Regions from separate parts of the Mus musculus genome. Here all the other regions are linked to region 2. The links are chromatin contacts, called in public Hi-C and promoter capture Hi-C maps. All regions are on one chromosome and are shown on one strand. The core of a region is the stretch at or near the end of the contact, and the rest is flanking DNA. Distances in the headings are between cores, read along the strand shown. Region 1 has its middle 29 kb from the start of 2210414B05Rik. Region 2 holds the start of Rps20 (ribosomal protein S20). Region 3 has its middle 25 kb from the start of Chchd7.

Region 1 (4,316 bases), core at 470-2,969, 210 kb before region 2:
TTTTTTTTATTACGTATTTTCCTCAATTACATTTCCAATGCTATCCCAAAAGTCCCCCACACCCTCCCCCCCCCCACTCCCCTACCCACCCATTCCCATTTTTTGGCCCTGGCGTTCCCCTGTACTGGGGCATATAAAGTTTGCCTGTCCAATGGGCATCTCTTTCCAGTGATTTTCTTTACATTGTGTTTCTAATAAATACACTGAAATACTTAGTCACTTTTACAAAGAAATGCTAGTATGCAAAAAGAAATCTTTTCTTCTCCCAAAATTAATATATATTAAATGCATAGGCTTATCAAGCATTCATGGTTCACAATTCCAATGAAAACAACCTTCAAATGTCAGTTTGTAACTCACGATGAACAGTGTAAGAATTGTCACCTCCAGGACTGGCCTGTTGAAGTAGAAACAGTTTTCTTTGGTCATGGGCTATCCTGTTATCAGTTCATCCTGTGTCATTTGTTAAGCAAAGCAGTAAACAAATAGAATGGAGACCTGTGGACAGCTCGCCTCCAGCACTGGCCTGAAGCCCAGGCAGCTGAGCAATACCCTGCGCTTCTGGTGCGTGGTTTGAGTTGAGTTCCCCCCCGTCAATTTCTATTGCTCCTTTGGTCACTGACTTGATCTACATAATCCTGTCTACTTGGCCTTTGCCCTTGATCTTGTCTGAATCACTCACCTTGTGTCTAACTCCAGAAAGTCTACCCTAAAGAAATATTTAAAGTGAAATGGATGCATATATCTGAAGATATTCAACATATATAAGGCAATTTTGAAAGCCAAATGATTCTCTGAGGAAGACTGGCCAAGCATATAATATCCAGTCGGTATATCAGTGTATGGACATTTTGTTTTTGTTTTGTGACCATTGAGACCATGGAAGCACATCTGTTTACAATGTGAACAGCTCCTAAGAATCTGCCTTATACTATGGTACATATGGCACTATCAGCTCTTTTTAAGGGACTGGATACATCTTCATGGTTAAATGGAGTATGATTGATGTCTGCCCCATCTCTCTAGAGCCAGTACATCTGAATTGTCCTGTGGACATCTTGTTCAACCTTGAGCGCCTACCTAAGACAGCCAAAGGAGTTGAAGAGGTTCCTCCGAGTTCTAGTCCAGTACTGCAGCCCTTGTGGCAGACTGTTGGTCTCTGTACCTCACTGCACAAACATGGATACCAATACTAGAAAATATGTTCTTTCTTGGAGTGGCCCCATGCTCTCACCTTGGAGAAAAAGTAAACGAGTTTGGCACAGTCGTCGTTCATCTCTCCAGAACTGAACTTTTTCAAAAAGCTTTCAAGATTTCTTGTTGTTCTTTTGCTCTTATGGTTTCTTCAGGGCTCCTTGTTGTTATTTTGAGACAACATTTCACTATGTAGGTGTTCTGGACTGGACTCAAACTTATGTAAGGGTCCTATCACTGAAGGAAGACCAAGTAGGCAAAAACAAATAGTGTTTATCCTGCAGAAACAACCAGCATGCGGGGGTCAGCCATTCTCTGAAATGGTGACCCCAGACAAAGGCACACAGGCCTTCTTATAGGGAATGGGGGCAGGGGAGGACTCTCTAGAAGGATTAGGTAATTGAAAATGTCATTGGTAGATGCTAGGAGGTCACGGGTGATCGGTAGTCTGCATTCCTATGTCATGAATGTTCAACCATGTGATGAAATAGGGCTGCCCAGCACAGATGGCGCATTCTGAGATAGTTCCCCATTTTTGTGGTTATCCCCAGGCTGTTCTTTGAGGAGGCATTTTATGATCTTGTTCTGGGTGTTATGGTCTGATCCTGAAGCTGGTGCCTTACGGCCTTTTAGGAAATCAGGCCTGGTCCTTAAATGGAGACAGATGATTTAACCTGCGGAGTTTGAAATCATCGTTACACAGCAACAGAAAACCAATACCATACCAGTTACGTGGCTTGAATAAAATAGGCCCCCAAAGCCTCATAAGGAGAGGCACTATTAGGAGATGTGGCCTTGTTTGAGGAAGTGTGTCACTATAGGGGTGGACCTTGAGGTCTCAGAAGTTCAAGTCTGGCCAGTGTGTCACAGTCTCTTTCTGTTGCCTACAGATCAAGATACAGAACTCTCAGCTCCTTCTCCAGCACTGTGTCTGCCTACATGCCACCATGCTTCTCTCCCTGATAATAGACTAAAACCTCTGAGCTGTAAGCCAATCCCAAGTAAATGTTTTCCTTTATAGGGTTTCCATAGCCATGCTGTCTCTTCATAGGAATAGAAACCGTAACTAAGACAACTTGATTGACCAAAACAAATTCTAGGTGAGGAGGTAGGGGACACAGATATGTATGCGTAAGTAAGTGTGCACGAGGAGGTGGGGGGCACGGATGTGTAAGTGTAAGTGAGTGCGAACGAGGAGGCGGAGGACACGGATGTGTATGCATAAGTGTGCACCCCTGTTTGCAAAGGTGCAGGCCGACATCAAGCCACAGCTATCTTCTCCCATTCCATCCAGCTTCGTTTTTTGACACAGGTCTCTTAGCAAGCCTGGAGTTTGCTGACGATGACTTGCTAGCCAGTGAGTACCTGGGACCTCCTTTCCCTGCTTGCCAGCACTGTCATAGCCTGGCTTTTACGTGGGTGCTAAGGAGCAAATTGGGTCTTCATGCTTACTCATCAAATACTATACCCATTGAACCATCTCTGTCAGTCCCAAATTCTTGGTTTTTCACTTTTGCTGGTATTTTACCAGTATAATTAATTGGTAAACAACTGACAAACCATCTTTCTCCACTGGGTTCACACTGATCGTTTGGTCACTCTCAACTCTGCCATCTGTTTCTACCATGCCTCCTAACTATGGGGGCTGTTCCCTACCCATCTTCCAGCTCCTTAGCAGCACCACTGCATTAAAACTTTCCAGCTGTATGGGTTTGTACTACATTGACTCAGCAGGAGGGAGACCTGCCTTCAAACCCCAGCATAAACAAACAAACAAACAAACAAGAACAGTCTTTTCAGGGCTAGAGAGATGGCTCAGTGACTAGGTTCTCCTCTCTCTTCCAGAGGACCTGAGTTTGGTTCCTAGCACCTGTGTCAGGTAGCTTACAAACACCTCTTAACTCCAGCTCCAGAGAATTCAGTGCCTCTGGACTCCACAGGTATTCAGTTGCAAATATGTGGGAGGTTGATCTGATACTGCTTATATTCAAATGATAAATTCAGTACCCCAAGACCTGGTTGCTCCAGTGTAGAGCATATATACTAGCTTTTGTTATATATACTTTGCCCCTCTCACCCTGCTTCTAAGTCATCCCTGATTGGTTAATAAAGATACAGCTTGGGCTGGCTAGAAGAGAGGGGGTGGAGTAAAGGTTCCCAGGCTTGGGGCTGGGCCAGGGACAAGGAGAAGAGGGGAGGAAGAAGATACCATGGGGAGGTGGATCATGAGTGCATGCCCGTGACCACAGCCAGCAGCTGGAGCAGAGAGGCCCCTGGAGAACGTGGCAAGCCATATCTCAGGGTTATTGACAGGTAGACAAAATAATATAGGGGATTGCTATCTGCCCAGATCTAGTACTTTTAAGGCTCGTTATTATTATTGTGTCTTTTATTTGGGAACTATATGACCTAAATGAGGTAGAAACTCCCAAATAATATTTACCACAACACAAATACCCAAGCACAGACACACACACACATACTTACACATAATTAAAATAATAAAAATAATAGCTGCTCTATCTTTGACTGAGAAAATCCACAGCATCACTCTTGAGTCCTCTCTCAAAGTGCCTTGTTGGTTCGTCAAAAAGCCTTCTCTGGGCTACCTCTGTCTGGCCCTCTAGCCCCAAAGATTACTGCTTTCAGTTCTGCTTGGCCTTTGTGAAAGTTCTCTCTTGACTGGAAGGGTCTATGTGCCCCACTGCACTAAACTCAGCTCAGCTTTTAACAATCACGTGACCAGTGTATTTCAAATTCAAGAACAGAACATATCATAATTTGGGGGGAGGGGAGAGGGTGAATGGTGAAGATAAGATCTCTCTTGGCTGGCCTGGAACTTGCTCTGTAAACTAGGCTGACTTCAGATGCAGAAATCGGCCTGTGTCTGCCTCCAGAGTGCTGGGATTAAAAGTGTCACCACTACTTCTGGCTTGCACACATAATCTTGAATGTGCCTTCTATCCAGAGCTCTTAGAACCATTTCCTCTCACAAGTTCACACATCCACTAATTTCTCCTTTCTGTGTAAGAGACAACACCCAGCCAGCATCACCAAACCCTGCATGTACATTCTAGATACCTTAGACCGGAAGACTTTACATGAACATTTAATAAGAGCTA
Region 2 (4,445 bases), core at 930-3,429:
GCTGGGTGTGTTGGGAGGCACAGGCAGGCAGATTTCTGAGTTCAAGGCCAGCCTGGTCTACAGTGAGTTCCAGGACAGCCAGGGCTACACAGAGAAACCCTGTCTTGAAAAACCAAAGTTCTATGGTACCTAAGCCTAGCCTCAACACTAGTTCAACTCAAACACAGCTTCTACATCACTAAAACCTGCTTTGATGTGTACCTGAAGTCAACATAGCACACTCTAGGTTATTTTCCAGTTGAACACATGACTGAGATTTAAAAGTTTTAGATGGAATTAAAGATTAGTTCAGTTGGCCAAAGTGGCACATGCAGGCTCAAATCCCCTCAACCTAAAGTTGCAGATATGTTGCAACATGAGTAACCCAAGTAGTGTGACATGGGAGAGGCCACCCTGCCTTTCACAAATCACCTGGAAAAGCAAAATTTTCATACACTAGTCTTTGGACATCTATTAGTAAGTAAACCAGGCATAGTGGCTCATGCCTGTAATTGAGAAGGCAGAATTTTGACCAAGTATGGCCTGCAGAGTCCATTTCAAATAACTCAGAATGGCTAATACAGTGGTCCCTGCCTTTAATTCCAGTACTCTGGGAGCAGAGGCAATCAAATAAGATTGATATTTAATGAGGTCAGCCTGTTCTGTGTTGGGACCCTATCCCAAAACAAAACAAAATCCCCAGGCTTAAAAGATCAAGGATGCAATCTGCTCTTTTCTAACCCAACTTAGTCTTTAAATTGGCTTAGCGCCCCCTGCAGGAAACCTAACGTCTCTTTTTCACCTGACCAATCTGTTAGCACACCTTCATTTTTAAAAGCAGTTTAATGCTTCAGTACTTGCTCAGTGGTTAAGGAACCTGTTCTCTCCGAGGATGCAGGTTGGGTTTCCAGCACCTACATGGTGGTTCAAAGAACATCTGACACCCCTGTGACACACACATTTACACTCATAAACATGAATTAAAAAAAAAAAACCTGAACAAAAGCCAGCAAAATTTGACCATTAAGACGATTTATTCAGTTGTCTTAGGCATCTGCAATGGTGACTTCAACCTCAACTCCCGGCTCAATACTGATGGAAGTAATCTGCTTAACAATCTCAGAAGGACTATGTAAATCAATGAGTCGCTTGTGGATCCTCATCTGGAATCGATCCCAGGTCTTGGAACCTTCACCACAAGGTGTTTTTCTGGTAGTGATTCTCAAAGTCTGCAATAAAACAAAATTAGTCCATTTCTGAACCATTTTCTCTGTATGTTAACAGGTTTCAGCAACCTTTACTAGAGAGTTTTGGAGTTTGCTTTAAGAAAGGTATCATACTCAATCGCCACCAGACATTTGGCCCCTAATAACTTGTATTCTTAGGAATGTAAATTTAATCTCTGAATTTATTTGGCAATCAAACTCTGACCTTCCCCCTCCCCACCAGTCTACCAGTACTCGAGTCTACCTGTCCCTTACCTTGGTAGGCATGCGCACCGGTCCTTTCACTTTCAGATTCTTTTCCTTGGCGCCTCTGATCAAGTCCGCACAAACTGCGGGTTAAGAAAGCATGGTCTTTCAGTTAACTCAGAATGACTCGAGGCGTTTTAAACAAGTTCGCCTATCGGCTCAGAATAGCGTATAAGAAATATCACTATAACTCAATACGGTTGGTATCTCCTCATCGCCGACCGCGCCCCAGCGATCACCAAGCCACCCCGAGCATCGTACTGACCCTTCTCCAGCGACTTCACGTTGCGGCTGGTGAGCGTGATTCGAATTCGGTGAATCGCCACTTCGGGCTCCACGGGCGTCTTTCCGGTATCTTTAAATGCCTGTTATCACCCAGGCGGGAAAAACAAACAGCGACCCGTAAGTGGAGGCCCACTCCTACACAACCGCCATGAGGACCCTCTCCCGGGCCCTCGCCGCGGCGGGAGCCCTCTCCCGGGCTCTGCGCTCCCGGCGCCCCAGCAAGTCGAGCCCCGCCGACGCCCCAGGCCGCGTGGCGACGCCCCCCACCTCACCATGGCTGAGGCGCGGCTTCCTGACCGACTTGTTCCTCAGCAGGAGCGAACAGCGGTGAGTCAGGACGGAGCAGGCTGGCCGAGCTCCGTAGCGCGCACCGCCGGGGCTCAGAAAGGAGGGGCCGGACGGCGCCGGGCGCTTATAAAGCACGTGCGCATCCGGGTGCTTTGTGACCCGGAACAGGAACCGCCCCGCCCGCGAAGAGGTCGCCGTGGGGGAGGCCGGGCTGCGTCCCCGCCTAGTTGGCGGGAAAGGCGAGGACGCGCGCGCGCCCTCTGGCCTCTCGGCGGAGTCCCTGTCCTGACTCGGAGGACAGACGAAGCTGGAGCGGAGAAAACTCATGCCAGGTGCTCTCTGCACAAGCACCTACGGTCTTTACAGTGCGAAATATGCTTCGCATGCATACTCGATCAGCTTGCTTTTGTCTGACAAGGGAAGAGTTGTTTTGAGGTTAGCTGACACGGACCTTGGGGAAGAATGATCGTGACAGGGCATTTATTTACTTGGTGCTGAAGACAGAAGTCAGGGCTTAGCAGGAAAACGCACTCCATCCATGAGCTGACACCCTGAGTTCAATCTTGTGAATCCTTGTAGAAGGAGATAGTGGTTTTCGGAAACTTGTCTTCTGACGAGAGCTGTGGCACCCCCCCCACACACACACACACCCCACCTCCCCCCCACCCCCCATTAATTACTAAGCTTATATTCTAAAAATTATTCGGAAACTGCTTTTCGGAGCTGAAATGCCCTTTTGTGATATTTTGGCTTTGGGCTTCCAGGAATATTGGAAACGTCTATATCTGCTGGAAACCCAGGTTTAGCTTCAGTTAGTTCAATTAAGTGAAGGCAGAACTCTAGTCCCAGTGCTCTGTGGGGTCACAGGGCATTGTACCTGCAGCCTGGCCTGGAACCCATCTACCCAGTTTTAATATTCTCTTCTCTATGTTGCGATGGAGCTCCGTTCTGCTATGTTATGATGGCTGAGACCTCCGGGGACTCCTTAGAACGGAGCAGTTGTTCATAATAAAATTAGTGTCTGCGTACAGCAGAAAGAAAGCCAAATGTCCTCAGGTCAAATGTCCTAGGACGCAGAGGATGGTGCAGATTAATCTACACTACCCACTGCGCAAGGTCAAATAGAATGTAAGCCTGGAGGTGGGTTACAGACAACACAGGAGGAAATAACATTATTTTGTAGGTGAAAGTTACTTGCTCCGAGTTGCCAAACCCAGAGCACTGATTCCCCTCCAAGGAGAACTCCCTAAGCCATGTTCTTCTGAGCTTTGGGAGCGCCAGCACCGATTCACTTGCTTGGTCGGGATTCGACCTAACTAGGAACTGGCTTTCTGACTCACAGTGTACATGAAGTTTTGCTGTCATTGAACAATTAGGTAAGTGTTAAAGTTAGGGGAGTTTTCGAGTTCAATTATTTTTAAATATAATCCATTGACCTCTTAGACTACTAGTAGACTTAACATCAGAAAAAAGTCTAACTTTGTTTTTCTTTTCCTTTCTTGACTATTTGTTTTGTTCTGCTTTGTTTTTGTGTGAGGTAGAGTTCCTTTGTGTAGCCCTGGCTGTTCTGAAATTATTCTGTAGACCAGGCTGGCCTGCACCCTGAGATCTACCTGCCTCTGCCTCTGCCTCTGCCTCCTGAGTGTCTGCTTTTTTTTTTTTTTTCTTTTTTTTTTTTTTTTTTAAGACTTTAGTCTGGGCCGCTCTGGAATTTACAGAGATCTTCTTGTCTCTGCCTCTAGAATACTGGGTGGGATTAAAGGCATTGGCCACCACCATAGCTAAAACCTGCATTTTTATTTTATTAACTGTGACATCAACTTTAAATCTGCATAATGTATCAGTAGGATTATCTGGAACAAATAAAGAAATGCAGTCATACTGCAGCTTCCTGAGATGTGATCTGTATTCATATTAATTACATCTTCAGAGGCCTGAACAGCAATGCTCCGAGGCTGTCCAGAGATTGAACAGGGTTCTTGAGAAGGACAAGTACATACACACACCACACCACACACCACACACACCATACACACTGAGGCTGGCTCCAAATTTAAGATCCTTCCATCCTTCTTTTTCCAGTGCTACAGAATTACAGGTGAATGAAACCACTCCCAGCTAGAATTATTGACAAAAAACAAACCTTAGACATTCCTTACTTCTTAAACATGGTCTCGGTGGCATGGGTCTATAATCCCAGAGTTGGGCGATCAGAGGCAGGGGGCTCTCATGTTCAATATCAGCCTGGACTACATAGTAAGTACCCATCTCAAAAACAAACAAACAAACAAACAAACAAAAAACAAACATAGAAGAAAGAAAAAGAAAAAATCTGGGCATGTGGCTTAGCAATGGAACCTCTGTCTAGTATGCCCAAGGTCTTAGATTGAACCTCAGCACCACACAAAGAGAGAGAGGTAA
Region 3 (4,405 bases), core at 1,141-3,640, 130 kb after region 2:
GGGGACAGGTTGAAATCATTTCCAGTGGCCCAAATATGCGGAGCACTCCCCAGAAAGTATATGGATAGGTGAGCAAATCCAGGAAGCGACGAATGCTGGCAGTCCCAGTGTCAGAACAGCCATTATCTGAGATTCGGGAAAGCTCTGTTTGATGTGTTTTTACAAAAACAAAACAAACAAAAACACCCCCCCCTTCCAAACCCTCAAAAACTTCAATAGAGGATGCTGCAGATCTTAGGCTTTGGGAGTACGGCTGTGGTGAAGTCAACCTGCAAATCCTGGTAAGTTCCACATCTCCCAGTGATGTCAGGACAAAATGCAGAGAGGATTCTGCAGTTCAAGTGTAGGATCTGCTCAGGATTGGAGAAAAGGAAGTATAATTTCAGTTTTTTCAACACCTACTTTTAATGGTGGTTCTTAAACACTGTAACCTTCCTTCTAGCCCAACACCCACCAGAGGTAGTAGAAAAGAAAAGATATGGGGGAAGTGGACCTGTTTAGAAATGGCTCTTTGGAACAGATCCCATCTGTGTTGTCAGGAAATCAGCAGCTCAGTTTACAGGTTAGCAGTGGCAGCTCAATCCACTTATAAACACTTCATGGATATACCAGCAGTTCACTTTGGTAGTGTTGGGATAGCAAACATGTATTGGTAGCAGTGGCACTACTTAGCAGAGACAGCCAGGCTTCAGCCAAATTGGCACGAATCAGCAGGAGGGATCAGGAGGGACCAGGAGGAATAACAGGAAAAGTTCTCGGCTGTGCCTCTCTCAGCGAAGTGAAGATCAGGGAGACCACAAATGGTGCACAGCTAGCTCTATAAGCAGGACAAGCTCAGCCTCTGTCACTGTCCATCGAGTCCTATTTATCCCCTCCAAACATCACGTGTCCTCCATAGATCTTGCTTCAGCGTGGTCTTGCCTCAGCCTGTGCATCTGTCTCAGCTGACATCTCTCTGCCAATCTGCTGAGTCCATGAAAACGGCAAGAAGTTGTGGCACATCACCAGAAGTTTTTTTGGTAAGTTTTTCTCTATGGTGTCCCAACAAAATGAGCTCAACTATGCAATGTAAGAGAGACTGATACAGGCATATAGTTAGTGAAGAATCCTTTAGCACACGTCCTTTAATATGCTTCCTTTAGCAGAACATCCTTTCACCCGAGTCTGCTACAGAGAAACCTTCCTTTACGTGTTTGCCCCAGCAAAACACCATCCAACACAACTGACTTTCCAGAAAGCCCCTACATTTCCACTTAAAGGAGGAATAAGAGGAGGAGGAGGAGGTGGAGGAGAAGGAGGAAGAGGAAGAGAAGGATTGACTAAGCCCACATAACTAGTAAGTTAATGATGATGGATTCAGGTTCAGCCTGATGCCTGAAGAACAATTCTACTTCTCCTTCCAGTGAATGAACTTAGAAATGCAATTATAGGTCTTCATTCATAAGGGCCTCAGACTCTTTTAAATTCAAATCTCTAGTTCAGAAATGAAATCTTTGAATTGATAAGGAAACATTTTCATTAGAAACCCTCAGAAGAACAAGAGCTGGAAAGACTTGCCTGAGCCTTGATCCTGAGTGATTGTGATGGTGCAGCAAGGGTCTGCTTGTCCCGGAGGTGCTTGATACATGATCTCAGGAAGCTCGTGTTGTTTTGATAAATGCTCAGTAGGCATCTATGGCATCAAGGTCTGTTGCTGTCTCTCAGTGCAGAGGCTTTGGGGAGAGTGGTCTCCACATAGAGCAGGCAGACTTCAAAAGCTTAGATCTCATCTAGCTTTGGCAGGAGCTTAGTAGTTAGTTACCTGCAGGTTCTGAGGATAGCTCGCTGTTATTCTAAAATGGAAACCACCACCATCATTCCAAGGAGCCGAGGAAGACTTTATTATTGTCAGTAAATAAAACGCTAAGTGTTACATTGGACCATGTCTTCTTTATTTGGAAAAATTCAGAAAGGGAAATGCTGTGGGATGCTCCTGTGGGGACTGCCCCTTTTCTTGGGCATGTCGTTTGAATTCAAAGATGCAAAGGCATATTTCTAGCCTTCTAAATTTGGTTTTGATGGAGGTATAAGCCCTCAGAGGACTATGCAGCTCTGACCTGCTTACACTGCCAGGTAACAAACACTTGCAGTAGACTTATGGTTTTGTCTAAAGAGTTTCCTGGAAAGTTTCTATTTTAGAGAGGTACTTTACTTTAGTCAGGGAGGTAGGTGTCCATTCTGAGCTTCTCCTGAAGGAAAGAAAGGACTCCAGTTCTGTCTTCAGCTGACCGGCAATTCCAGCTCTTAAAGAGGGATGAAACACATGACTCAATGTCAGGAGTGAAATATGACCATTCTTCCTGGAGAGCACCAGGAACCAGCCCACTAACATCTAGTTTAGAAGTGTCTTATGAGTAAGCTCCATGGTGCTGAGATACCGGACTACATGTCCTGCTAAGGAGTCAACCTTGTATTTTGTGACCTTTGACAAGTCATTCAACTAGCCTGGTCCTCACTGTCTTTAGACTCCACATGTTTCATCAACTTGCCCCTACCCACCATAAGCTGCTTTGATCTCTGGTCTAGACTTACAGACTATGCTTTTTAGAATCATTGATCTAGTAACCTAAAAACCTGACTGTACTTTAATTCCCAAGCTACTGAAAGTATAAAGGAAGAACAGCTTACTCACTGTGAGGAATGTTCCAGAGACATTTAATTACAGCATCTAGAGATGTGTCACTCAGCCATAGCTGGTTCAAGTTGTGATCAGCTGTTTTATTAAGTCATTTGTCATCTTCCTAACTTTCCAGTCTGTAATTATCTCAGTCCACACCACCAGTTGTGTGAGGGAAGTCTTCTTCTGCCTCTGAATGTAAACCCTAAGATAAACCTGTGCTTTCCTAAGCTTTATACTTGAATTTTCTTTCACTTAAAAATGTTTCTGCTTATGGTATCCTGTTGTCTGATTATTTCCGTTAATTTAAGAATCACAGAATTTTGGAGCTGAGGATAAATTTAGAGATTACCTAGTAACATCTCCATTTTGACTTAAAATTGAAAACAGGGAACCCAGGCATTTTGCAAAGTCTACTACAGCAGCTTGGTAACATTGCCAAGTTCTTATATGAAAGTGTGGAATCCTTGACTTAAATATGTCTATGACCTCCAACCACACTGAGGTCAGAAGGCTCAGGGTTAATCAGAAGGCAGATCTCACTAGAGATTTGGGCACAGTCACCTGGATTCAGAAACGCCCTACCTGGGCATTTCTGTAAGATGGGCAGCTAACTAAAACAACCACCAGGAAGGGAAAACAGTGGCAGAGCAGGGGCACCAAGTCTCTTTTACAGTTTGATAGAAGATAGATTCTACATCTGAGCTAAAGTAGCCGAGTTTTATCTGAGTTAAGCAATGTCTGAATGTCTTCAAATGCTAACATCCTAGATTCTACATCACATATTTTGCCCATATCACTACCTTGATGCTTTTTCTTAAGAAGATGTGGACAGCATTATTAAAGTTTGCTTCACTGAAAAAGGCAATGGCAGAATGTCATTCTTACTGTTATGCATTCTCCTATCGCTCCACCGCCCAGCTCAAGTTTGTTGAGTACCAGGCACAAAGATCAGCTGTTCTGGGGAGACTGGATGAAGAGGGAACTGGGACGAACGTGAGCCTAGTTCTCATCCCATTGCTGACATGATGGAGGCTTAGAGCAGAGGTCAGCAAGATGTGGAGACTATGAAAGCCACACAGTGCCAAGGCAGGGGGATACCTGCAGACATGTGGCCCTGCACAAGAGGTGCATTATGGTGATTTTTATTTTCTTTGAAAACAAAATAAAACAGATACTCTTTGTCCCCCCTTTCCTCCTCAGAATAGCGTTTTATTAAGAAAATAATAAAGTGGAGATTTCTTTACTGGATCTTAGTCTGGAAGTGCTCTTGGTTTTTAATGAATTGCTTTTCATTTTGACCTAATATTAAGTGTACAGAGGACACACAGCACAGAGGGTTTTCATATGCTAGTCACCCTGACAGCTGTTAACAGTTTGTATCAGCCTCCTGTCCTCTTCTTTCTCCTAAACATATATTTATGTATTTTTTTTAGACTGACTTGGAAGTGCATCATTCTTTTTACTCCTAAATGTTTTAAGTTATGTATGGTTCCTATGAACAAAAACACTCACTTAGGAAAATATGTACAGTGACCCAAATCAAGAATTCTACATTGATAAATAGTTATTATCCAATCTATATCACATTGGAGCTTGGCATCTGACCCAGTAACATCTTATACAGGATTTTTTTTTTTTATGGTAAAAATCCAGTCCTGAGTCTGGGTTCTATGAGTCTTCAGTTTTGTCTCATCTAGGTGAGTCTCGAGTTTTTCGCCTTTCATGCCTGATGATTTTAAGAGTATA

What was found. Promoter capture Hi-C pulls out the DNA fragments that hold promoters and counts their contacts. Hi-C and Micro-C count contacts between places; a contact is called where the count stands out from the background.
Region 1: a promoter capture Hi-C map of pre-B cells shows a contact between it and region 2. The contact joins the enhancer-like site here to the promoter of Rps20 in region 2. A contact is called at or near these places in 13 of 39 promoter capture datasets (3T3-L1-derived adipocytes, the C10 cell line, the HPC-7 cell line and 9 more), 2 of 484 Hi-C or Micro-C datasets (bone marrow-derived macrophages and pre-pro-B cells), 17 of 115 datasets of contacts at active chromatin or transcription factors (the 230-238 cell line, DN3 thymocytes, bone marrow-derived macrophages and 8 more) and 3 of 9 other capture datasets (adipose tissue, liver and macrophages).
Region 3: a Hi-C map of the C2C12 cell line shows a contact between it and region 2, with 4 times the contacts expected there. The contact joins the enhancer-like site here to the promoter of Rps20 in region 2. A contact is called at or near these places in 5 of 39 promoter capture datasets (the C10 cell line, the HPC-7 cell line, cranial neural crest and 2 more), 11 of 484 Hi-C or Micro-C datasets (the Ba/F3 cell line, the C2C12 cell line, the G1E-ER4 cell line and 5 more), 8 of 115 datasets of contacts at active chromatin or transcription factors (the NIH/3T3 cell line, the SCID.adh cell line, bone marrow-derived dendritic cells and 5 more) and 3 of 9 other capture datasets (adipose tissue, liver and pancreatic islet).

What each region holds. Positions count from the first base shown.
Region 1 is chr4:3,625,177-3,629,492 of GRCm38.p6, forward strand. No RefSeq gene overlaps it. Among named protein-coding and RNA genes, the nearest start is that of 2210414B05Rik, 29 kb to the right of the region's middle. Within about 2 kb of position 1,720, at least 100 of the 459 cell types and tissues checked have an H3K27ac peak or open chromatin away from gene starts, as enhancers often do. A contact at or near this core is called in the HPC-7 cell line, adipose tissue, bone marrow-derived macrophages and 5 more, where this site is marked.
Region 2 is chr4:3,833,476-3,837,920 of GRCm38.p6, forward strand. Rps20 (ribosomal protein S20) reads right to left here and starts at 2,180. Exons shown (of 4, transcript NM_026147.6): 1 at 2,009-2,180; 2 at 1,717-1,816; 3 at 1,461-1,534; 4 at 1-1,208. The coding sequence starts at 2,011. The coding sequence ends at 1,026. Gm32823 (a long non-coding RNA gene) reads left to right here and starts at 2,174. Exons shown (of 5, transcript XR_881078.2): 1 at 2,174-2,459; 2 at 3,208-3,400. LOC115490074 (a small nucleolar RNA gene) reads right to left here and starts at 1,671; the gene lies at 1,604-1,671.
Region 3 is chr4:3,961,996-3,966,400 of GRCm38.p6, forward strand. It overlaps the pseudogene Gm19037. Among named protein-coding and RNA genes, the nearest start is that of Chchd7, 25 kb to the left of the region's middle. Within about 2 kb of position 2,391, at least 1 of the 459 cell types and tissues checked has an H3K27ac peak or open chromatin away from gene starts, as enhancers often do. A contact at or near this core is called in the C2C12 cell line, where this site is marked.